2 separate regions of the Mus musculus genome follow, and region 1 is linked to region 2. The links are chromatin contacts, called in public HiChIP or PLAC-seq maps. All regions are on one chromosome and are shown on one strand. The core of a region is the stretch at or near the end of the contact, and the rest is flanking DNA. Distances in the headings are between cores, read along the strand shown.

Region 1 (5,945 bases), core at 1,040-3,539, 190 kb before region 2:
GACCTTCTTGAGGGTCTCATTCTGGCCCTGAATCCTCCGGTCTGGGGTGACCTGGCCACTTCCACTTTAACCTCATGGCCACACTGCCACACGAGGAGCCTGGAAGGTGCTCCTGTCTCTGGCTTGTTTGGTATGATTTGGTGGTAGGGATGATATTGGTGGCAACCACAGCTGCTCTCCAGACCTAGTTAACGAAATGTGGGTATGGAGAGCTGGCGCACTCAGGTTTGGCACCTGTTTGTGAGTGTATGTATATGTATATATATATATATATATATAAATTTTTTTTTTTTTTGCATACAGCCAGGCCTCATTTCTGTGTGGTTCAGGCAGAGGTGAGCTACCTCAGAGACTTTCAAAGCCTGAGATGTTTCCTAGTGAGGCCTTTACAGAAAGCAATTGCTGACCTGCTCTGGGAGACTGCAGCGGTCCTTCTTGGAAGTGCAATGTTGGGCCCTGCTGTCTTTAGGAGGCCTCTGCACCTGTTTCTTGTCCCAGAAGATCATAAGTCCTCCCAGCACCTGAGTCGTCACCACCATAGGGAACTCATACGACAAGAAGCTACAGAGTCCCTCAAGCTCCCGGCTGCTGCTTGTGGAGTGACCCTGGGTACCACGCAAGGCTTCAGGAATTTTCATAACTTCAAACTTCTTTCCTGTTTGTAGCAGTTTAATGTGGTACTGACTACTGTCCTTGAAGGGAAGATTACAAAATATTCATGCATACACATGTACACCCATATATACACCCATATACCTGCACACACACACACACACACACACACACACACACACACACACACACAGAGCCCAGTGTCCCCATTTTGCACACTGACAGTCTAGCACTTTTCAGCAGAAGTATATGGTCTCTTGATCTGTTCTATGCTGGGCAGGTACCAAAAAAAGAGAGGCAGGTATCCCACTGCCTCTTTTAGACCCTGTCTGTCTTTCCCTACATAGAGTTCTGCAACTCTAAGGGCATAGCAACCCTGGCTGGTCACTTGACACTAAACTGAGCAGCTGCAGTCTCAGCGAAGCAAATTCCTAGCATCTGGGGCTGAGGACAGGCCTCTCAGCTGGCGCCAAGGTGGTGGCCCCCTTCGGGGTTTTTTGTCATCTCTGTGCCTGTCTTGGTCACAGGGATGTGTACCAAGGCCAGGAGAGCAGCGGGTGTGGACTCAGATATGCAGCAGTGACCCTGGCTGCCTCGGTGGGGGGCTTTGCAGCCTTTCTGAACAGCTAGACACCGCAGTTATAGTCCATGGTAGCCTAAGCAGAGGAGTAGCTGGGAAGGCTCTCTGGGTGCCATAGAAGGACACACACACACATGTGCACAGACACATGCACACACACACACACACACACACACACACACACACACACAAGCACACATATGCAGGAATATGCACAGACACAAATGTGGGGTTAAAGGACCAGGCAGCAGGGGTAGAAGGGTGTTGCACCAACCCAAATTTCAGCAGAGTAGAAGTTTCTGGAACAGAAAAACAGAGACTGTGGGCTTCAGAGGAGGTAAGAAAATAAAAAAGTGGGGGTGTGGTTGAAACTGTCACATCAGCGGGAAGTCATGGGTGTGTGGGGGGCAGAGTTATACCAACGTTGACGATAGCAGCTTCTGCTGCCCAAGCACAGACCTCATCCCAGGGTCAGGCTCAGCCCCAGCCCGCACAACCTGCACCCAGCCTACAGCAGAGCCTGCAGCTGACCAGTTCCCCAGAGAACTGAGAGGTGGGATCTGCCTGAAGCGGTGTGCCAGCAGGCAACAGGACTGGGGTGCTGGATCATTTAGCTCTCTCTGTTCAGTATCAAGAAGCCAGACCAGACACCAAGATGGTGCCTCCAACACGTGCTATCCAATGGGGAAGACACATTTAGCAAGGCAGCGTGTTTAAAAACAAACAGAATTTTACACACACATCCCACATAACCACACAGAGAAAGTTCTAGAAAGGTTAATATTGATAACATACAATTTAAAATAAGTATCGGAGCAACTGCAAGCAGAATGACAAGCCAGATGGATCTGGGCGGGCAGAATCAGGTTGCCTTCATAGGCACATGAGGCCACCACGCAGGACATGGTGCTCTGAGACAGGGGACTGCCCTGTGACTTCTCAGCTTAGGGTCTAGAGGCAGCTGGCTTTGGTTCCCTTTCAGGGCCTGAGCTCTTAGCTGTAAATAAAACTGATTTGTTCCAAGGGTTCATTGTGCATCCCATGTCCTGGCTTCAGTCCTGACCATGAGCAATTTCTGAGTGGAGAGGCGTTTTATAGCCTGTTGCCTGCCGGCCTATCTGTCTGACTGTGTCTCTCAGCAATTGTTTCTTAGACTGCCACAGGCAACGTCTCCTGTTCCTGGCTGCTGTGCCTTGGGGATCCCACTGAATTCCCCAACGAAGGGCTGTCTGCCAGGTCCTGAGCTTCTTGCTTGTTCTGGACTCACCACAGCAGAACCTGTGGCTTCCGTGGGTCCTTCCCATCCCTCCACTCCCTGATTTACTATGGGCAGGAAAGGGGCTTTTCTGTCACTTTTCAACAGACCCTAGGTACAGAACTTAGTCTGGGTTTGGTTCTTATATCTTTGAACTTTCTGCAATAAAAATACTAACAATTAGAATGGAGAGATGGCTCAGCAGTTCAGGGTACAAGCTGCTCTTGCAGGACTGGAGTTGGGCTGCCAGCACCTGTATCAGGTAGTTCACACCTACCTCTAACTCCAGCTCTAGGGAATCCAAAGTCCTCTTCACATATACACCATACACATACTACACACACCACACATCACACACACACCACACATACTACACACACATTACACACACACTACACATACCACACATACCACACACACACACAAAACAGACCACACACACAACACACATACCACATACCACCCCCTACATATACACTACACACACACACACACACTACACAGACCACACACACAAAACACAGACCACACACAACACACATACCACCCCCTACATATACACTACACTACACACACACACACACACACACACCACACATATACACCATACACATATTACACACATACACAACATATACTACACATACCACACACACAAAACACACCACACACACACTACACATATTACACACATACCACATACCACCCCCCCACATATACTACACACACACATACACACCCCACATACACAAAGACACACATGCCCATCCCCTCAAAATGCCAAATGCAAATAAATTGACATTCCACTGTCACTTCATCTAACACTGGTCACCTGGTTTCTAAAATACAAACCAAGTCACTTCCTCTGTCTTATACTCTGATGACTTTCTGATGATCCAGGGGTCAAACCCCAAACTCTGCTAGGCCTGGCCTCAACTACCCTTCTGTTTTCTGGGACCCTGTTCTCTGCTCTCTTGGCCTCTGGACTCCCTATGATGTGCTGTACCCAGAACTACGTGGGTTCCTCTTTCTCCCAGGTTGTGCTCCCTGGAGCACACATGCCCCACAGCTGGAAAGGCTCCCGTCACTTGCTGGCTTTCTTATCACTGTGCTCTGAACCCAGTATCCCCAGGTTGTATTTTGAAGCTCACCTATCTAGAGTGACTGTATTTGGTGAGGGGGACTCTAAGGAAGGACACAAGTGTTAACAGAAGGGGGCATTGGGTGGGACAGAGATAAGAGCCTCTCACGTCTAGTTTAGGGTAACAGTTGGCTCTCCACTGGTACCCACATCCTGGGCTTTTCTGTTCTCAGTACCCAGCATTGGGAGCAATGCCATCATCACCCACAGTGACAGTGATGATATGATGCCACGGGCTTCTTTCTCTACAGGCTTTCTGCGTAACCAGCAGACCTGCAGTGGCACCGTAAGCCTCATGTTTAGAATTTACCTTAACAACCTCTCTAAAAAAAGTCACAAGAGGGATATGGTTTCTGTCCCCCACAGAGTAACAGAAACTGTCCCTGGCACTCTGGTCTTCTACTTGCTGTGGCCTGGCTAGCAAAGCTGCCATCTTGGCAAGTCAGGCTGCCCACAGTGAGAAACCACAGATGGAGTGGCTTCTCGCTGTAGGTTGGACTTTGGGAAGGCCAAGATCAGGGGTCCCGGGGCCTGGTAAGGAAGCTCTGCTGACTACAGACAGTCACCATCTCCACACATCCTCACCCAGCTATTCCACGGAGGGCATTGTGGTAGGTGAGAGTATGGCGTCTCTTCTTGAAAGGACACCCACCGGTCCCACTCCCATAGCTCCAGCTTGATGGCCTCCTCTTACTGCAGGTGCTCCCTCCCCGACAAGGCCTGACTCCAGATATCTCCCCTTAGGGCAAGCCTTTCCACACACAAGTGCGGGAGGGCACAGCTCAGTCCATAGCATGTACAATGACCTGCTCATATCCCCAGTGTTAGCTGGCTGGGAGCTGACTTTTTGACTTCCCTTAAAAGTTGGGTGTGCTTGTGCTCAGGGGATGGCATGGCAGGGAACGTGACTGCTGCATCCTCGAGGACCTGGGTTCAAATCCTGGAAACCACAGGGATAGGAGGCATAGACAAGAGCTTCTGATCATGGGCTAGATCCATTATACACAGTGGTCAGCAACAATGCATCATGTCTCAATAAGGTGAGGGATAGGGCTGAGACTAGAAGTTGGTCATGGACTGTCCACATGCATGCTATGATGTGACACACATAAAGAGATGTACACAAAAGCTGAAAGAGGTAGAAGAAGAGGAGGAGGAGGAAGAGGAGGAGGAGGAGGAGGAGGAGGACGACGATGACGACGACGACGACGATGACAGCGACGACGGCGGCGACAACAACAACAACAACGACGATGAGGTGGCAGCAGCAGTTGGTTTTGGTGTTACAGGATTATAATTCTAGCTGTTTAGGAGGCTGAGGCAGGAGGATCATGAACTTAAGGCCCTTAAATGAAATCTTGTCTCCAAATAAAAATTTATTTTTAATAAAGGGTTGCAGGAAGAACTCAGTGGTCGAGCCCATGTTAAGATACACAAAGCCGTGGGTTCTGTTCTCTGCGCCACAGGCAAAACCCCATCTCTCTGAGTTGGCTTGCCTGAGTAGCAATGTTGACACCATAATTCATCAAGGTTAAACAAGGATGAAAAACCACCTCCTGCATCACCCTGGCCACATCTCAAGTGCCCGGCAGCTTCGTGGCTAGTGACCACCGTAGTGGAGCAATACAGTATTGTGAGTTGTTAACCAAACCTGCTCCTATTCCCCAGGCAAACCTTTCATCCCTCCTCTGTCTGCCCCCTCCTTCACCTGGTGGCTTTTGGGGGCTTGCTACCAATCAGATTCTGTATATAATCAGAATTTATATACCCAGCCCCTTGACCTCCATGTGTCTTAAAAATGGACGATACTGGCTAGGTACAGTACAGAGATCTGGCCAACCTCTGAAGGTGACCACCAGGGGGAGGTGGGGCTGGGGCCAGAGAGACATGTATTGGAACCTCAGAGCCTTGTGGTGTGCAGAGCTGCTGATTCACACCCGGAAACCTGACATCAGGCCAGCAGGGCTCAGCTGCCAAGCCTGGCTCCTGACCTGCCTGACCAGAGTAGATCAGACTGACGTCGCCTGCTTAGAACTGGCTGGGCCAGGGCAGCCTACCACTGTTACCACCAAGGTGAAACAGAACCTGGTCTACTTGGCTAGGATGGGGGCATCAGACCCAGCCCTGGCTTATAACCACCTGTCTTTAAGGTCCCCCAGAACAGGCTTTTCCATCTGCCTGCATTGCACCTGCTGGCACTGAACCTGTCTCCACTGCATCAGTCCTCACTGCACCTGCCAACATTGCACCTGCCCACACTGCACCTGTCCACATTGCACCTGCCCACACTGCACCTGCCCCCCACTGCACCTGCCCACACTGCACCTGCTCACACTGCACCCTGGCTACTTCTTGGC
Region 2 (6,042 bases), core at 1,218-3,717:
GTCCTAGAACACACAGAAAGCCAGACATGGTTGCCACATCTGTATTCCCAACATTCCCCTGGCAAGGTGGGAAGCAGGAACAGTAGAGCCACCCAGAAGCTTGGGGGAAGCTACCCTGGACCTCACAGAGCAACACAAATAACCAGAGAGGCAGGGGTTACCCTGGACCTCACAGAGCATCAAAGATAACCAGAGAGTCCCTGCCTCAACAAGGTGGGGAGAACACCAATTACCTAAGGATGGTCTCTGATCTCCATATGCACAGCTTGGTGTGTGTACTCCTGTACTCCTCTTCCCACCCATCTACACACACACACACACACACACACACACACACACGCACTCACGCACATACATCATCATCGTTACCACCTCTCTTTCTCTTCCATACACACACATCTCACATACACACGCACACACACACATAATTTTTTTAAAAGTGATTTTTTAAAACGCTGAATGGGAATTTCAAGGTAGTCACAGGCAGGCTATGACATAGCTATTGGTAGCTGCTTTTTGCCAGGTTTACAGTGAGAGTTGTGAGCCAGAGCAGGACAGCCTAGTCTGAGAATCCTATGTAAAGTTGGGCCCGAGGAATGCAAGGTCCCTGAAGAGATTCACACCATTAGAAAGAAGTCAAGCACATCGTATTGGGATGATAGTCGGGATGCTTTGTGGGCGTTTGAGAACTCCACCAAGTCCCATCCACCACCGCTACAAAGCTATAAACTTAATTAAGAGTCTTTCCTGGGAGAGAAGAGGCTCCTTGGGGATACTGTGCTGGCCCAGAGCCACCTAGGAAGTGGTTTCCTCAGGGTTTACATCAGGGACTCTGAAGTCACTGCTGCCATGGATCCCAGAGGACCCTGCCACACCTGGAGCAGATGGCAGAACTTTGTCATGGAGATCCCCAGGAACTAGAGGTACCGGACCATCCCCCAAGGAAAGCCACGAAGGAGCCAGCCCAGACAGAGGCCTGTGGTCCTTAGTCTCTCAGTTGATAGAGACAAGGCAGTTTAAGCCCATGGAAGCTCATATCATGACACTGAGAGTCCCAGAAGTCAGGCATGGATCTCCAGGAATTCCTAATTGCCTTTCTGGAATTGGTTCTTCCTTTAGCCCAAATTTTCCTTGCTATTCTCCTGTTTCAACCTGTTAGAGGAACAGTGTTTATTCCCAGAGAGGGCTGAGAGAGTGAACCTTTCTGTGAACCACGTTATCTACAAATGGGACAATAGCTATCTCACAACCAGTGTTAGCTACAATGACTCTCCCCTGAACAGCCTAGGGTAAGGTTTTAACAGACAAATTACCCCATCCATCATTGCAGCTTGAATCCTCCAGCTTCCCTTGTCATTTGGAATGACATCCAAAGATCTCTTCATAGCCCAGCATGATCTGTCCCCTACTCGACTCTCAGCCCCCTCCCCTTATCCACTGAGTTGCTGTGCTACTGGCTTGGACCCCAATGTGCATTTCTGCCATCTGGGAGCACACACACACACACACACACACACACACACACACACACACCTCATTCCACCCCCACCTCCCACTCCTACTCCCCCACCTTTCCCCCCAATCCCCCCACCCACGTCTCAGCAAAACCCACTTCTGAGCAAGGCTTCAGGTCTGCCTTGGTCTCCTTTGCTACCAGAGGAACATACCTCCTGGCCTTCGTACCCCTGTGTGTGCCACAGCTCCTGTTCATTACCTGGTCCCCAGCTTCTCACCTCCGAGACTGAGAGCAGAGTCTCTTTCTTCACTGTGTGTCCCAGCCCCTCCCTGCGCGTGCTCTGAACCTCATGCCCACTGAAGAATGAGAAACTGACTATGCTAAAGGCATTTAAGTTTCTGAATCCAGAAAAGATAACAGAAATCTTGACCCCCTGTCCTCCTGGCTGGAACTCTGCATTAGTGGACCTGTCTCCTCTCACTGAAGTCAAATCCAGCCCAGGAGTTCCATCTTAATCTGTCCCTGTCAGTGCCCTGCCCCTAGGGCAATACCGAGCACTGAGGTGCTCAGCGACCTGCTGGCTGGCTTGGTTCCGGGGTCTATGACTCAGTTTGCAGAACTGGAGTCCCCTCAGAGCCCCCAACAGCCTCAACACCCCAAAGCGACCATGTCTGTGGAACTATCCCAAGGCCCTGTCTGCAGAATCATTGCCCTGGGGCTCCAGGGGGCTCCCTGCGGCCAGGCCACTCCCCTGGAAGGCGGATGGACGGGCGGAGGGGGTGGGGGGGGGGGACCGCCCTGCCTTTCGCAGGGTCCAGGGGAGGGGAGGGGTGGATCGAGATCCGTGGCCGCGACTTACCCATAGCTAGCGAGTAGCGCTGGGCGGCAGGGCTGGGCTCTGGGTCCCGCGTGTCCTGGTCAAATCCCCGCTGTAGCAGTGGCGGACAAACTTTCCCCAGAGCTGGGGCCTGCGCTCTCCCTCCGCCACGTTGGCCAGCCCGGTCTGAGCCTGGGGGGCGGGACGGAGGGTAGCCCGGTACCGCCCGACAGCCAATGCTGTGGCGGCCCTGCTGCCCCACAAAGGAACTTACTTCAAGTTTCCCCGGAGAAACTGTCACTCTACAAATAGTTTCCACAGTCACTGTGGCCCACCCTTCACTGGCCTGCCCAGTGTACACACACAAACACACACACACACACCCTGTGCCAGGTCTCACCCATATTCACACACACACACACACACACACACATCCTGTGCCGGCCTCTCCCATGTGTACCCCCACCCCCACCCCACTCAGCACCTCTGACATCACAGCCATTCAGCACCATTCCCTCTCCATCCCACAGGAACACTGGCTTGGACTTGGGGTGCCCCAGGGAACAAGGCAGACAAGGTCCTTCTTCCTATGGCGCTTACTTCTAAAGGCAGAAGAAAAAATGATCTAAAGGAGTCAGAGGAGCCCAGCAGTATAAGGAAGGGCAGCTGGAGAGCATTAGCCTGGGCACCGAGCCAGGCAGCTGGGGATGGCTGGGTTGGTTTGTCCTGATGGACCAGGCCCTGGGGACAGCAAAGGGGACAGCAAAGGAGCCAGTGGGGAACAAAGGAGCATACGAAGTGAAGGCTGAGGGTCTGGAATCTAGGGGTTCAGAGAGGTCAAGTGGAGAGGAGTGGGTGGACCAGGGCGCCATCCTGAGATCTTGGGGTTCTGTCAGGAATATAAGTGTTGGGTTCACTGCAGTGCTGGGAGCTGAAGTTAAGGCCTTCCGTATGCCAGGCAGGCACTCTGCCATGGAGTCTAGCCCCAGACCAGGAACGAGGAGTTTTATCCCAGTTGAAGGAGACAAATTCTGATGGTTACATGGGCAAGGATGGGAGCTGGGCAGCTGATGCAAAAAGAGAGGAAGCCATTTTGATGCTGATGGTTGGGATGGAGACATGTAGGCAAATCAGGGGAAGGCTTGGTAAAGATTGCCAGGAGGCTGGGCAGGGAGACGTAGGGTTCTGTGCCTACTGCCAAATGGCTTTGGGCATCCATGTAGAATGGAGGAGGGGATGGCTTTGACCCCTAGGTTAGGGACAATGCCAGTAATTCTCACTCCAGGACCAGAGGCAGGCTCAGCACACAAGTGAGCACAGCCCTCCCCAGCCTCTCCTTTGCTCACACACAGGCTTTGTCTCAGGAGCACTTTCTCCAAGAGGGCCAAGTGCCTTAGGAAAACACAAGTACCTTGACTGTGATGGTTTGTGTATGCTCAGCCCAGGGAGTGGCACTATGAGAAGGTGTGGCCCTGTTGGAGTAGGTGTGGCCTTGTTGGAGTAGGTGTGTTACTGTGGGTGTGGGCTTTAAGACCCTCATCCTAACTGCCTGAAAGCCAGTATTCTGCTAGCAGCCTTCAGATGAAGATGTAGAACTCTCAGCTCCTCCTGTACCATGCCTGCCCAGATGCTACCATGCTCCCATCTTGATGATAATGGACTGAACCTCTGAACCTGTAAGCCAGCCTCAGTTAAGTGTTGCCCTTTGTAAGAGTTGCCATGATCATGGTGTCTGTTCACAGCCATAAAACCCTAACTAACTAAGACACTGACAAAGAGATGTTTGTAGACCAGACCTTCTGAGGCAGGGCCCTTTGGAGTCTGGAAAGACTACAAAGTTTGAAAACACAGCCCAGAATTTCTCACTCTCTCTCCCTAGTGTGTGTACACCAAGAGATTGCAGGGAGTAGCAAGCCATGTGACAGCTGGGCTGAGACCCTAGGACGCTGGGACCCTGACCCTCAAGGTGAGTCTGACTGAACTGGGATTGGTGGCACACATCCATAAAGCTGGCAACTGAGAAGCTGAAGTAGGAGGATTGAGGGCAGCTTAGACTACTCAGGGAGACCCTGTCTCATACAGCTGACGATGACAAAGTCCAGCTGCCAGCCCTGCTGTGAGGAAGCCCACACTGACAATATATGTAACACTATATAACACTATATCTATCTATCTATCTATCTATCTATCTATCTATCTATCTATCTATCTATCTATCTATATGCCTCGATATATAGTCCTAGCATCTGGGTCATCTCAAAGCCAGGCTCTGTGAATGATTCCAGCCCCCAGGAGTCCTGGCCAGCCTAGGCATTAGAGATTATATGGCCATGACAGATAGAATTTAAGCCCCCCATGTCCCATGCATGAGTTTAATAAATGCTTGATCGAGCTGCATCAATTTGTACAGCAGTAATAACTGGACTGAGCACCGAAACCATCGAGAGAATCTACTTTTGATAATTACCTAATATCGTTAGTGTTTTACCTCCTCATTAACCCCACCGGAGCCTAAGGAGGTAGGAATCGCCACAATCTAACTCCATGTTGGGGGACAAGAAAATCGAGGCCATTGTAAATGAGGAAAATATCTAATAAAAAAAAATTGAGGCCAAGGGAGACGGCACACTTGCCTGAGACTCTTTTGCAATTCTCAGCCAAAAATAACCAAGAGCATTGACTTATGGGAGTGAAGGGTTAGGTTGGCTCATGGTTTCAGGGGGACTTCAGTTCATCACAGCAGGAGAGACACGGTGCAGTTCATACTGGCAAAAATCTGTCACAGACACCTCATGTCATGACAGACAGGAAGCAGAGAGTTCTGGGCCAAAATAAGTGGTGGGAATAACCCTCAAACTTCCACCAGCCAGGTCTTACCTCCAGTCTCCACAACCTTTAAACCAATCGGTAAGATGGACATTCAGACTCAGACAAGCCCATGGGGGAAGGGCCACTTGGGATTCAAACCGTAACAAGGAGTTACTGGGAAGCAGGGCTCTTTCCCTGTGTGTGCAGCACTTCCAACTGTCCTACTGTCCCACCGTTCCGCACAGCTCTCAGCCTGTCCCATGTGGTGGCTCTTCCCTCTTCTGTGGAACTGTGATCTTGCAGTTTGGCAAGCGCTGCTCCACTCCAGTGAGACTTATGCGTAGATGCCGCATGCCTGGAATGGTCTAGACGTTATTGGTCTTCGTGGCTCACACTGCGCAGTAGGGGTGTGCGCCTGACTGATGCCGCTGTGTCTGTCTCTTCCAGAAAACTGAGGCTTCTCTCTTTGTTTGACCCTCTCAAGGAGGAAGCGCCTTTCCATTGCTTGCCAATGGTCCCTGCCCCCTGGCATTTGTGTCCTAGGGCCATCGGCTTCCCTGGTTTCCCTGCTGGTAGTGGAGACCTAGTGATGGGCTTCCAGCAAATGGAAGGCAGGCAGCCAGATTTACGATCTGGTTATGCAAGTTGGCAGTGTCAGCCTTACTCTTGCTTGATACCTGGTCACTTAACCATTCACTTAGCTACTTGCCACAGTGTGAGGTGCCCTACAGAAGCCCCCCCACCCCCACTCCAGGCACTAACCTGTGGGGAACTGAGGGCCTTAGACCAGCTGCCTGTGAAGGACTGATCGTCAGCCAAGACCACAGCACGCTCGGGCCTCCTCCCCACCCTGCCTGCCTGACACTTCTTCCTGGCTGTTGCCTTGATCTCAACTGTTACCATGTGTATACCTCTTAAGGGGATTAATTTTGCTTGAAACCATTAGGTTAGTAGGAATTTG

Evidence for each region. HiChIP or PLAC-seq counts read pairs in DNA pulled down with a chosen protein or histone mark.
Region 1: a contact with region 2 is called in an H3K4me3 HiChIP or PLAC-seq map of stem cell-derived neural progenitor cells, with 16 read pairs. The contact joins the enhancer-like site here to the promoter of Slc2a10 in region 2. A contact is called at or near these places in 3 of 39 promoter capture datasets (cranial neural crest, embryonic stem cells and stem cell-derived epiblast-like cells), 6 of 115 datasets of contacts at active chromatin or transcription factors (embryonic stem cells, neural tube and stem cell-derived neural progenitor cells) and 4 of 9 other capture datasets (adipose tissue, embryonic stem cells, macrophages and 1 more).

The regions. Positions count from the first base shown.
Region 1 is chr2:165,693,050-165,698,994 of GRCm38.p6, reverse strand. The region is part of intron 5 of Eya2 (EYA transcriptional coactivator and phosphatase 2); the gene reads right to left. Among named protein-coding and RNA genes, the nearest start is that of Gm29993, 36 kb to the left of the region's middle. Within about 2 kb of position 2,289, at least 2 of the 459 cell types and tissues checked have an H3K27ac peak or open chromatin away from gene starts, as enhancers often do. A contact at or near this core is called in stem cell-derived neural progenitor cells, where this site is marked.
Region 2 is chr2:165,500,322-165,506,363 of GRCm38.p6, reverse strand. Slc2a10 (solute carrier family 2 (facilitated glucose transporter), member 10) reads right to left here and starts at 2,467. Exons shown (of 5, transcript NM_130451.3): 1 at 2,316-2,467. The coding sequence starts at 2,319.